Linked DNA regions of Sus scrofa: region 2 is linked to region 1. The links are chromatin contacts, called in public promoter capture Hi-C maps. All regions are on one chromosome and are shown on one strand. The core of a region is the stretch at or near the end of the contact, and the rest is flanking DNA. Distances in the headings are between cores, read along the strand shown.

Evidence for each region. Promoter capture Hi-C pulls out the DNA fragments that hold promoters and counts their contacts.
Region 2: a contact with region 1 is called in a promoter capture Hi-C map of fetal liver, with 2.7 times the contacts expected there. The contact joins the promoter of C1QTNF5 here to the promoter of HYOU1 in region 1. A contact is called at or near these places in 1 of 5 promoter capture datasets (fetal liver) and 1 of 2 datasets of contacts at active chromatin or transcription factors (alveolar macrophages).

What each region holds. Positions count from the first base shown.
Region 1 is chr9:46,274,835-46,280,156 of Sscrofa11.1, forward strand. HYOU1 (hypoxia up-regulated protein 1) reads right to left here and starts at 2,222. Exons shown (of 25, transcript XM_021062954.1): 1 at 2,113-2,222; 2 at 1,056-1,153; 3 at 757-850; 4 at 497-575; 5 at 190-344; 6 at 1-68. The coding sequence starts at 1,146.
Region 2 is chr9:46,547,808-46,553,129 of Sscrofa11.1, forward strand. C1QTNF5 (complement C1q tumor necrosis factor-related protein 5) reads right to left here and starts at 2,339. Exons shown (of 3, transcript XM_003129940.3): 1 at 2,159-2,339; 2 at 1,615-1,871; 3 at 368-1,259. The coding sequence starts at 2,166. The coding sequence ends at 742. MFRP (membrane frizzled-related protein) reads right to left here. Exons shown (of 12, transcript XM_013979475.2): 8 at 4,908-5,056; 9 at 4,289-4,422; 10 at 4,012-4,143; 11 at 3,345-3,472; 12 at 2,576-3,254. The coding sequence ends at 3,030. LOC110255443 (a long non-coding RNA gene) reads left to right here and starts at 2,474. Exons shown (of 3, transcript XR_002335677.1): 1 at 2,474-2,582.

The DNA.
Region 1 (5,322 bases), core at 972-3,471:
CTTCAGCCAGAGAACGCGAGTAATTGAGAAGCATGCTGAGGACCTCCTCAGGTGAGAACTGCAGCTGCCTGGAGGAGGGGGCGGTCAGCAGCAAGGAAAGCCAGGCGTCAAGGCAAGGACAACGGGGGCACACGCCAATGGGGATCCCGTCAGACCCACAGAGCCCACCTTCCCCAGCAGGACACTCACGGGCTGATTTGGAAGTACACAGTCTGCCTCTGTGGGTCGAAGCCTAGCTCGTGCTCTGGGAAACGGGCTCTGTAAAGAGCCACATGGGGGTTATTCTCCTGCTTCCCCAGGAGATGCTGGAAGTAACGCAGTGTAGCCTTTGGATTCTTGATGGCCTAAGAGGTAAAGGAGAAGCAGAGCATTAGGCTCCCAAGCCTAACATCACTGATCTCATACCCCAGAGACCGATCAGGGAACAGGCTCCGGGGTCAGTCATCCCCTCTCCTCTGGCCCTTGCTTCTGGCAAGGGGGTGGGCTGCTAGCTCACCATGCTTGCTGCACTGTCTCCAAAGAATCTTTCATTCTCTTTCAGGGTCACAGTCACTGGGGTTTTCCTCCGGGATTCCCTGAGGAAAAGAGACACTGAGATCAGATGCCCAACGGCAAGGTGTGTTCTCAAGAGCCTCCATACCCCACATACAATCAATCATGCAGACACCAAGGCCTGTTGAGGGCACCAGAAAGAATACATGGCAGCTTGGGGTCCAGACTCCCTCTTTCCCCACCCAACACTGGGGCTGCCCTCACTTGTTCAAGACAATCTCCATAGGCACTCCAGGTTTGACAATGGCCACCTTCATGGACTCGCTGCCCAGGTCCACGGACATCACTGCCAGTGTGTCTGAAGGGGAAACAGATTTGTCAATTAGCCCCCTTTCCCCATCTTCCTGAGGGCCTGCTCATTAAAGCACCTTCCATGGAGAAGGTAGGACAGAGAAAGACAAAGGTGTGGGTCCAGCAGCTCAAGACTGCAGAGGCTTCCCACCACACATCACTCATCCTTCACTCATTTATGTCTCTTTGGATGCCTCTGTTGGGGTACACACCACTCAGCGCCAGCAGGTCTGCCAAGAGCACAGCCATCAAGGCCCAACAGGCTAGCCTCCTCGGCCTCTGCCTCCTGACCATGGCTGCCATTGCGTCCCTGGGGGAGGAGAAAAACAACACCTGTAACTAACTGGATGCCCTGAGTAAGGAGGCAGAACCTCATCCAGAACAGAGAAGCTTTAAAATTCCTACCTCCTCCATCCTCACCCAGGGCAGGGCAGTCTACATCCCTTCCCCTCCTTCCTAGTGAGAAACAAGCACTCTCATCGTCCTCAGAAGTACCCACACAAAGGCCCAGGTGAAATGACATGAGTCCTGAGCTAAAGCCACTACATCCCTAAACAGGGAAGGTAACAGAGCAGGAGGAAGAAAACCAGGGCCTTCCGCCCACGGCAACCAGCGCATTCTAGCACTGTCCCTGATGTCAGACACCTGGGGGGCGGCCAGAGATCCCGGCCCAGGGCTCAACTACCTTCCCACACCTGGGGGCCCTCCGCTGGCGGGGAAAGCCAGGTCGGGCCTGGACAGGAACTGAGAGATGGTGACGTTGGGGGAGGAGGAGATGGAAGAAGGGCCTGTCTCATCAGCATCCCTTCGGGTTGTCCGGCCTGTCCCCCTTCTTCATCCCATCCCGGGCCCAGCTGCCTACACAGACGCTGAGTCTGGAACGGTAAGAGTCCGGGACGGACGGGTACCGAGTCCCCCGAGTTCACCTGCCGAAGGCGGTGGCTCTCACTCCCGGAAACCGTCCCTAGCCCACCCCTAAGGTGTGTGGGCGGCCCGAGGACCGAGCTGCGGGGCCAAGCTCACCGGCGTCCGCGCGGCCCTCACTCCCGCTACCGACCCGCCCCCGGAGCTAGCACGTTACCTCCCCTAGAAGGGGTGGTCGGTCCCCATCGCCATCCCCACCCCCTCTACCTTCTGCCTCCGCTCCTATGGCCCCAGCTCTGGGACAGACGCACTGGCGGACGGACCCACGAGGCTGGCAGAGCACCCCTCAAGCCCGCGCCCTTCACAACTCCCCTCGGTTTGCAAACTGTTACATTAGCCACCCACCTCTCGGCGGCGTCTCGCGCACCAGCCGGCCCGGGACGCGGCGTGCGCTCATTGGAGCCTCCGCCGCCCGGCCCTGCGCAGCACGCCCTGTCCTTCCCCCTGCCGCCCCGGCGCGCGCTCCCATTGGGCCACGTCCTAGGCCCGCCCCCTCCTCCGTCTCCAGCCCCTGCCGGGGAGGCAGCGAAGGGGCCAGTCAACCAGTTGGAAGAAAACCGCCGACGCCGGCTTCCGATTGGCCCACGTCATACGGCTCAGCGTCGGTCCTGGTGCGATCGCGGGACCTTTCCGGCTGCCTCGCTGGACGTCTGACTGCCCGGGTCGCGGGTAACCGGTACCTGGAGCAAGTGGGCGCAAAGATGGGCCCGCACTTGGCCCTCTCTTCCGGTCGGTTACCTGGGAACCCCGGCGGAGGAGCGGGAGTGACCCGCATCCCCTCCGCAGCCAAGCGGAAGAGGCGCTCTCTAGCTGGTCGGTATTGAACTGCCCTAGGCTTTGGCTGGAAATCAGAGAACCGCTGCGCTTCGGGCGTAGACCACCCCGACCTCCCTTCGTTTATTTTTTTAAAATGTGGTTTTTATTTTTCCATCATAGTTGATTTTCTTTTCGTTTTTTTGAGGAAAGTAAAACCACCAAAACAGATGCTCGCTGATGGGTCGGAGATAATGCTTGTCTTAGTGGCCGAATTTGGCCTAAACTCTTTTCTAATTTGTATGAGAAAGAATATTCCAAACTGCAAAACGCTATACACAAAATAATTTTACTTGTAATTGGTTAAGCACAGATACACCACCTCCTGTTTTTCTTCAATTAAACTTGTGCACATCCCTTTTTTTCTCCTTCGAATCAAAGCACCTCGGCAATTATCAACGCTCCTCACTCCTCTCTGTCCTTTACCGACCCATAGAAATGTATTTGGTCCTTGAAGAGCGCACTTTATTTTCTTTTCCCAGTTTTATTGAGATGAGCATACTTTTCTTTAATGTGAATATCGTTTGCTTCTCTCCTCTCACAAAATTGATGTCTGGCCTCCTTTCATAAAAGGTTCTCATGAAGGCCCTGGCAGTGACAGCTAGGGTTAGGTTAAGAAACCCTTATCTGTTCCTTTCCCTACATTTTTCTTGTTGATTAGGGAGAGAGAATTAAATTTCTGTGTCTCTTCTTCTTCTTATTTGGCCACTCTGGCAGCGTGTGAAGTTCCCTGGCCAGGGATTGAACTCAAGCCCCAGCACTAACCTGAGCTGCTACAGTAACAATGTTGGATCCTTAACACTGCTCTGCAAGGAAACTCCAGAGGATTCTACGCTTAGAAGATAAATCTTTCAGTACCAGGGAGAGGTCTATTTTTCTTCCCTTTAAGAATAGTTCAGGGGAGTTCCCATAGTGGACCAGTGGAAGTAAATCTGACTAGGAACCATGAGGTTGTGGGTTCGATCCCTGGCCTTGCTCAGTGGGTTAAGGATCTGGTGTTGCCGTGAGCTGTGGTGTGGGTGGCAGATGAGGCCTGGATCTGGAGTTGATGTGGCTGTGGCGTTGGCCGGCAGCTGTAGCTCTGAATAGACCCCTAGCCTGGGATCCTCCGTATGCTGAGGGAACAGCCTTAAAAAAGAAAAAAAAGAAAAAAAAAAAAGAATAGTTTAGTCCTCAGGTAGAAGAGAAATTGGTAGAAATAAAGAGAAATTCACTTAAAAGTTTAACTTTTTTTGGGGGGGCGCACCTGCGACACATGGAAATTCCCATGCTAGGGGTTGAATCAGAGCCACAGTTGCCAGCCAAAGCCACAGCTATGCCTGATCCAAGCTGCATCTGTGACCTACACTGCAGCTCATGGCAACACTGGATCCTTAACCCACTGAGCAAGGCCAGCGAGGCCAAGATTATCAATATAATCTTGATAGAAGTTCCAATATTCTAGATAAAGCAAAATCCCTTTGATACCATTTGCTACATCACTCTCTTCTCTGGAAGTATCTGCTGTTAGCAGGTAACAGTGGTGTATTAACATTCCAGGCCTTTTCCTCTGTATTTGGTGTATTTGTATATTCCTCTCTTGAAACATGTAGCTCTTGTCTTTTTTAGATGATTAAAATGTTATACAATTGGATTGTTTACAATTTGCTTTTTTTGTAACAGTAAATGATTGTTTTCCCTTGTCAGTGCATGAAGACTCACCTAATTTTTTAGTGCTACAGAACATTCCATAGCATGGGAGTTGTTTAGCCATAATAGTGGACAGAGAAGCTGCCATTTTGGAGTTTCCATCCTGGCGCAGTGGTTAACGAATCCGACTAGGAACCATAAGGTTTTGGGTTCGATCCCTGGCCTTGCTCAGTGGGTTAAGGGTCCGGCGTTGCTATCAGCTGTGCTGTAGGTCACAGACACGGCTGAGATCCTGCGTTGTTGTGGCTCTGGTGTAGGCTGGTGGCTACAGCTCCGATTAGACCCCTAGCCTGAGAACCTCCATATGCCGCAGGAGCGGCCCAAGAAATGGCAAAAAGATAAAAAAAAAAAAAACCAAAAAACAGGAGTTCCCGTCATGGTGCAGTGGTTAACGAATCCGACTAGGAACCATGAGGTCGCGGGTTCGATCCCTGCCCTTGCTCAGTGGGTTAACGATCCGGCGTTGCCGTGAGCTGTGGTGTAGGTTGCAGACGCGGCTGGGATCCCACGTTGCTGTGGCTCTGGCGTAGGCCGGTGGCTACAGCTCCGATTCAACCCCTAGCCTGGGAACCTCCATATGCCGCGGAAGCGGCGCAATAGATAGCAACAACAACAACAAAAGACAAAACAAAAAAACAAAAAAAACAAAAAAAAAAACAAAAAAAAAAGGTACTTTTAGGCCAGGTATCTGGAAGGGAGATTATTTCCATCCCTTTCAGGGTATGCATTTTAACATTTATCGGGCCTCATTTGTATGCAAGCACTGTGCTAGGTGCTGGGATTCCAGAGATGTGCATGATCTTGTCCTTTCCTTCAGAAAAGTCAGTCTTTTGGGAAACAAGTATGTTCATGGTTTCATGGACTTATTTTATATCTATCTATCTATATGTATATATATATATATTTTTTTTTTTTGTCTTTTTTGCTATTTCTTGGGCCGCTGCCGCGGCATATGGCGGTTCCCAGGCTAGGGGTCAAATCAGAGCTGCAGCCACCAGCCTACACCAGAGCCAGAGCAACGCAGGATCCGAGCCGCGTCTGCAACCTACACCA
Region 2 (5,322 bases), core at 1,089-3,588, 270 kb after region 1:
GCAGTCATGAATGAAAATCCTGGGCTCCTTTTAGTTGGTCAGGGCAGGGGTGTGTGTGATGAAATCACAGCCAGTCCATATACTATCAATGAGTTGGAAAAAGGGGCTTCCTTTTGGGGCTGGAGCCCCATACCAGGACACCCTCCTCAGCAGGCCACTCCTGTTCACAACCTTTACAGCTTAGGCAGAAGCTCTGTGGAGCAGCCTTTCACCTGGGCCTGCTTCCTGTGTCTCCTGCCCCACAGCTCCATCCAGCCTAAGAGCCCTCCCGTCTGCCTGAGCACCCTCTCCCCACTCCTTCCCACCACCACCCCAGTTTCAGGATCAGGGCATCCCCACCATTAAAGAAGAAAGGCTGAAGCCAGTAGGAGGTTTTCTTAGATTTATTGAATGATCTCTGAGAAAAGAGCCCAGGAACAGGAGAGATGAGGGAGGACCCAGAGAAGCAGAGGACCAGGAAAGGAGCACCCCACTTTGGGGTTCTGGGCCAGAACAACTGGGGGGACCCTGCCAGCACAGCGCACTCCTTTGGTCTAGGGCAGAAATCCAGCCACTGCCCCATGCTGCCAGCCCTGATCTCAGAGTCTCTGTCCCCATTCCCTGAGGCAGCAGAAGGGAGAGGCCCCCATCCCACCTCTGCAGTCCTACACAACATTCCAGGGGGGCCAGCCCTCCAGGATGATGTGGCCCTCAGTGTCACACCTCGGAGTGAGAGAGCACGGGCTCACTTTCCAGCGGGCATCAAGCAAAGACAGGGGAGCTGTGCCAATCGGAATACACTAGAAATCCAGAGAAGGTGCTGTCTGTCTTGATGCTGGCATAGATGCCAATGTAGTCACCCACGCCCACCTGTACCCACACCTGGTCCTCGGGCTCCAGCCTCACCATGGCGCCCCCGGAGAGCGAGGCTGGCTTGGGCCACCCCCCAAAGAACTGGAAGAAAGAGGCGATGGACTCGCCATTCTTGACCAGATCGAACTGCAGGCTAGCCCTGTAGACGGTGGCGTGGACGGCGAAGTAGTAGACCCCGGGCACCTGGCAGGTGAACTTGCCCGTGACGGCGTCGTAATGTCCCTGCTCGTTCACCAGCACGCGGTCGAAGGGTAGGGGCGCGTCCGATGGCGGTGGCACTCGGCTCTCGGAGCGCTTGGCGCTGAAGGCGGAGCGCGGAGGCACTGAGCACTCGCCCGCAGGCCCCATCGCCCCCACCGGGCCCGCCTCTCCTCGCGGCCCGGGCTCCCCACGCGGCCCCGGGAGGCCTGCGGGGCGTGGGGGAGAAGCGGAGCGGTTAGGGTGTGCCCGCTGCTCCTCCCTCATCCACCCTCAGCCTCCCAGCCACCACTGCCCGGCCGGGGCCGCCTTGCGCCCCAGGGCTCCCTCCCCTCTTCCTACAGGGCTTGGGGCAGATCTGAGGATCCCAGGGGTTGTGGCTCCCGCCGCTGAGTCACCCTCTCCTCTCCCGGCTCTGGGAGCCGCCGGAGTCGGGAGTGGGGGTGGGGTGTGGGACAGGAGCGGCGCCCCCTTGGTGGGAAGATCGAGCCCCGGGCCCGGAGAGCGGAATCGGGCCGGGCTAGCTCCGACGTCCCCACGGATCGCAGCGGAGGCGCCTCTTACCCGGCCTCCCGCCCTCGCCTTTCTCTCCCGGAGCCCCGGGCGCGCCGTCGCGGCCATCGCGGCCGTCGCGGCCGGGCAGGCCCTGGCTGCCGTGGTGGCCCGGCGTGCCAGGAAGGCCGGGGTGCCCTGGGCACAGGCTGGGGATCTTGTTGTCGTCCAGTGGGGGCGAGCCGGCCGCGAGACCCAGGAGCAGCAGGGCGAGGAGCGGCCTCATGGCGCCGGCACGCGGAGCCCAGACGCCGGGGGCCTCTGGTCGTCTGTGGGCCGGGCAGGACAGGAGTCGGGACCCAGAATCCCGCGACAAGCCTCGCTCCCGGCCTCGGCGTGGTCGGCGTGGGACCCACCCCACTGCCATGCGCCTGAGAGAGGCTGAGCGGCCGCGGGAGGATGAAGAACCCGGCGCCCCTAGATCCGAGAACCCCCGGGAGCACCGCGCAGCGGGGAAGGGAGAGGCCGACCCTCCCTCCCCCTCCCCCACGGGCCGGCGCCCAGGCTTTCCCACAGTCCCCTCCCCCAACTCCGTTTCCCCGCCCCCCCCACTCACCCCTCCATCCTGGCTCGGGGGAAGCTCGCGCTCTCTCTGGCCTCCTTTGGGGCGCGCTACTCCGGACCCTCCAGCTGAGCCCTGCTGCCTGCCCTGCACTTCTCTCTAGCCCCTGCCCTCGGCGCCTCCCTGGCCCTGGGTCGTTCCTTGCCGGCTGCTCTGCTCCTCCCAGACTCCAAGAGGAAACCAGTTGTTCAGGGGCCAAGAACCCGGGCTGGGAAATAGCAGGGAAATAACTCGTGGTGTCGCCCGGCGGCCGGCCAAAGTTTGGGAGAGAAAAGAGAGAGAGAGAGAGATTTGAGCCAGGCACAGAGAGGCAGAACCGCGAGAGACAGATGCTCAGGGCGCCTACAACTCCAAGGAGCAGGCAGGAGAGATGGTGCTGTGACAGAGACCAAGGGCAACACTCTAGACCAGGAGAAAGGTAAGATGAGACCTGAGGGTGGAAGGTTCCAGCAGCAGTAGACAAAGCAGCTTCCCAGTGCTCAGAACAGGGCTTGCCATGTAACTAAGCACTCAGTACATTTTTGTTGAGTAAATGAAAATGTCAGAAGGTGAGTGGCGGAGAGCCTGAAAAAGCAGGTAGCAAATTGGGGTCAGAGGCTTGGGTGGGAAGTGGTCCAGATTGTTGGTGGTATAGGTGGTGGAGTCAGGCCAGCTGTTTGCAGCAGCTGGAGCAAGTAAAGGGATGGGGAGGGATCTGGGAAGGTGGGAGGGTCCCATTAGCCCCAAGGACTTCTCTTCCCCTCCCTGGGGAGACCCAGAGGAGATGGGCAGAGTCCCATGCTGGCCCCCTTCCTTTGCTTCTCTGCTTGCCTGCCCTGATAGGCAAAGGAGGATGGGCAGCAGAGGGCAGGGGCCGGCTTCAAGGTCAGGGCTGGGCACAAGACTCCAGGCCAGCTGCCTCGGGCAGCCTGTTGCAGTTGAAGGGCCAGGGGGTGCCCAGGAGTGCCAGGCCAGACTGGCACTGGCGCTCTGCCTCCTGGCAGACAGAGCGGCAAGGGGGAAGGACACTGCCTAGCGGGGTGCAGTGGGGCACAAGCAGCCCGCAAAGGAGCCTCCGGAAATTCTGGTAGCAGGGCAGACTTGTCAGGCTCTGTGGAAGAAGGAGATCAGCCCTCAGGCATCCTGCTCCCCAGGTTCCCTCCCCTTTCTGGGGGTCCCTCATTATCTCTGCGCAGAGCACCTTGTAACCTCTGAGGAGCTCCACCACCTCCTCCTGGGTGGCCATGCCCACCCAGATGTTAGGGAAGGCCGTGGTGTTGTAGCTCAGACCGATGCACATCTCCACCTGGACAGGCTCACAGGCCAGCTCTGCAAGGATGGGAGGGGAGGGTCACTCTGGGGAACACTCACAAGTCACCTAATTGCTCTGTATGGGTCAGATGGGGGTTGTCGTGAGGATCAGAGATAACAGGGAGAGATGCTTTATACATGTTGAGGATTCCTCTTCTCGAGAATGGGCATTATTCGCCAGCCCTGCGCATCAGGGAGCATGGGGCCTCAACATCAGCAGGACTGCTGGGCCTCTGGAAGGAGTGCCCCTCCTCTCACCCACATCTTTGAGGTGGGCCCTGGAGAGGGCTGGTTTGACAAGGCTGGACTGGTTCTTGAAGCTGTCAACTCCCAGATTCCCATTTCCTTTAGGGGTGACCCTAAATGCCTTTGCCCCCATTGGGGGAGAATCCAGGACTTGGTGAAGGGGTCCGGAGTCAGGATAGTGGGTCCCCTGCCCCCGTCAGGGAGGAGAGGGGTGGCTGCTATGAAGTGTGCCAGGGGGTTTCTATACATGGGCATGCAGCCTGTTCAGGCCTGCAGTCCCTGGCTGCGGTGCCCTGGGGGAAGCTCCTCACCTGGGGGTGGGAACAAGGGGCTGCTGCAGTTGTCACCACTGCTCTCTGCACAGTCTCTCCATAAACCACACATCCACTGCAGACTCTTACACCCTGCATCCCGGCAGGAGAGCTCTCCAGGTCCACAGGGCTCTGCAGGCACAGGGGGCGTGGCAGTGCCCCAGAACATGCCTGTACTCCTGCTGCCTTCACAGTGCCCCAACCAGGGTCCAGAGCCCTTCTCTAGTCTTCTGGAGGCGCCTCTCCTGCCCACACCCACTCGCCCATGGCCACCTACTCTCTGTGGCATTGAGGGCCTGGTAGGTGGCCGAGAAGCCCCCACCGCTGATGCCATGATCTGTCCTAAAAAGGACAGCCAGCTGGTGGTACGAGGAGATGAGGCGCTGGGGTGGCGGTTCTGCTCCACAGAACCTGCCGGAAGCAAACAGCAGTCCTGGTGCAGGAGCCCTTGGCCCAGCCAGCGTGCACAAGGTCCCCTGCGGGGCTGGCGTGGCACTGGGTGCTCCAGGGGATGCCAGAGGGCATGGGAGGCATGGTCGCTGACTCCTGGAACTTAGGGGCTGGTGAGGAAGACAGGTATTCAGTAGACAAAGTACTAAACAAACAAACTGCTTGAACTTGAGCCACTTTGAGCTGGGGGAGATCAGTGAGCATTCTTGTGGGCGTGGGAATGGACCTGGGTTGGGGAGAGGCCTGGGAAGGGCCTCCTGGGGAAGGTGAGAGGGGCAGATACAAAGGTACGCAGGTGAGGAAGGACAAGCCTTTTTGGGGGTGACAGTGAGGAGACCTCTGGCTTGAAGCTCGGGGACAAGGGGGCTTATTTGTAGGAAGCCTTGACCGTTGGACTGTGGAGGATGGGGTTTCTCCTTGGCCCCTTCCACTGGCTCTGCTGATACCTGCCCAGGAGGCTGAGGGCCCCTGAGTTGCTGGTCTCATAAACTTCCACATAGTCAAACTTGCACGCGTCCTGAGTGTCCAGGCTGAAGTTGTGAAACTGCAGTTCTATGCCATGTCCAGCGGGCACTGAGATATGCCAGGTGCAAAGCTGCCGGGGCGGGGGGCACAGATGGAGTAATTTACCTTCTCCAGGTAGGTAAGGTCTGTGAGGCCAGGCTGCGCTTCACATGGGCTTCCCCCTGATGCAGGCGGGGTAGGGAGTAGGTGGGCCCTGACCACTGTTCCCAGCATCAGTGGCCGAAGGGCCTTTTTACTTGTGGGCTCTCAGAGATAAGCTTACCCAGCACGGGAACATCTGGAAACCCAGGAAACACTTCATAATCATTCACTTCCTGCCTGCTTGACCTTCCCAGG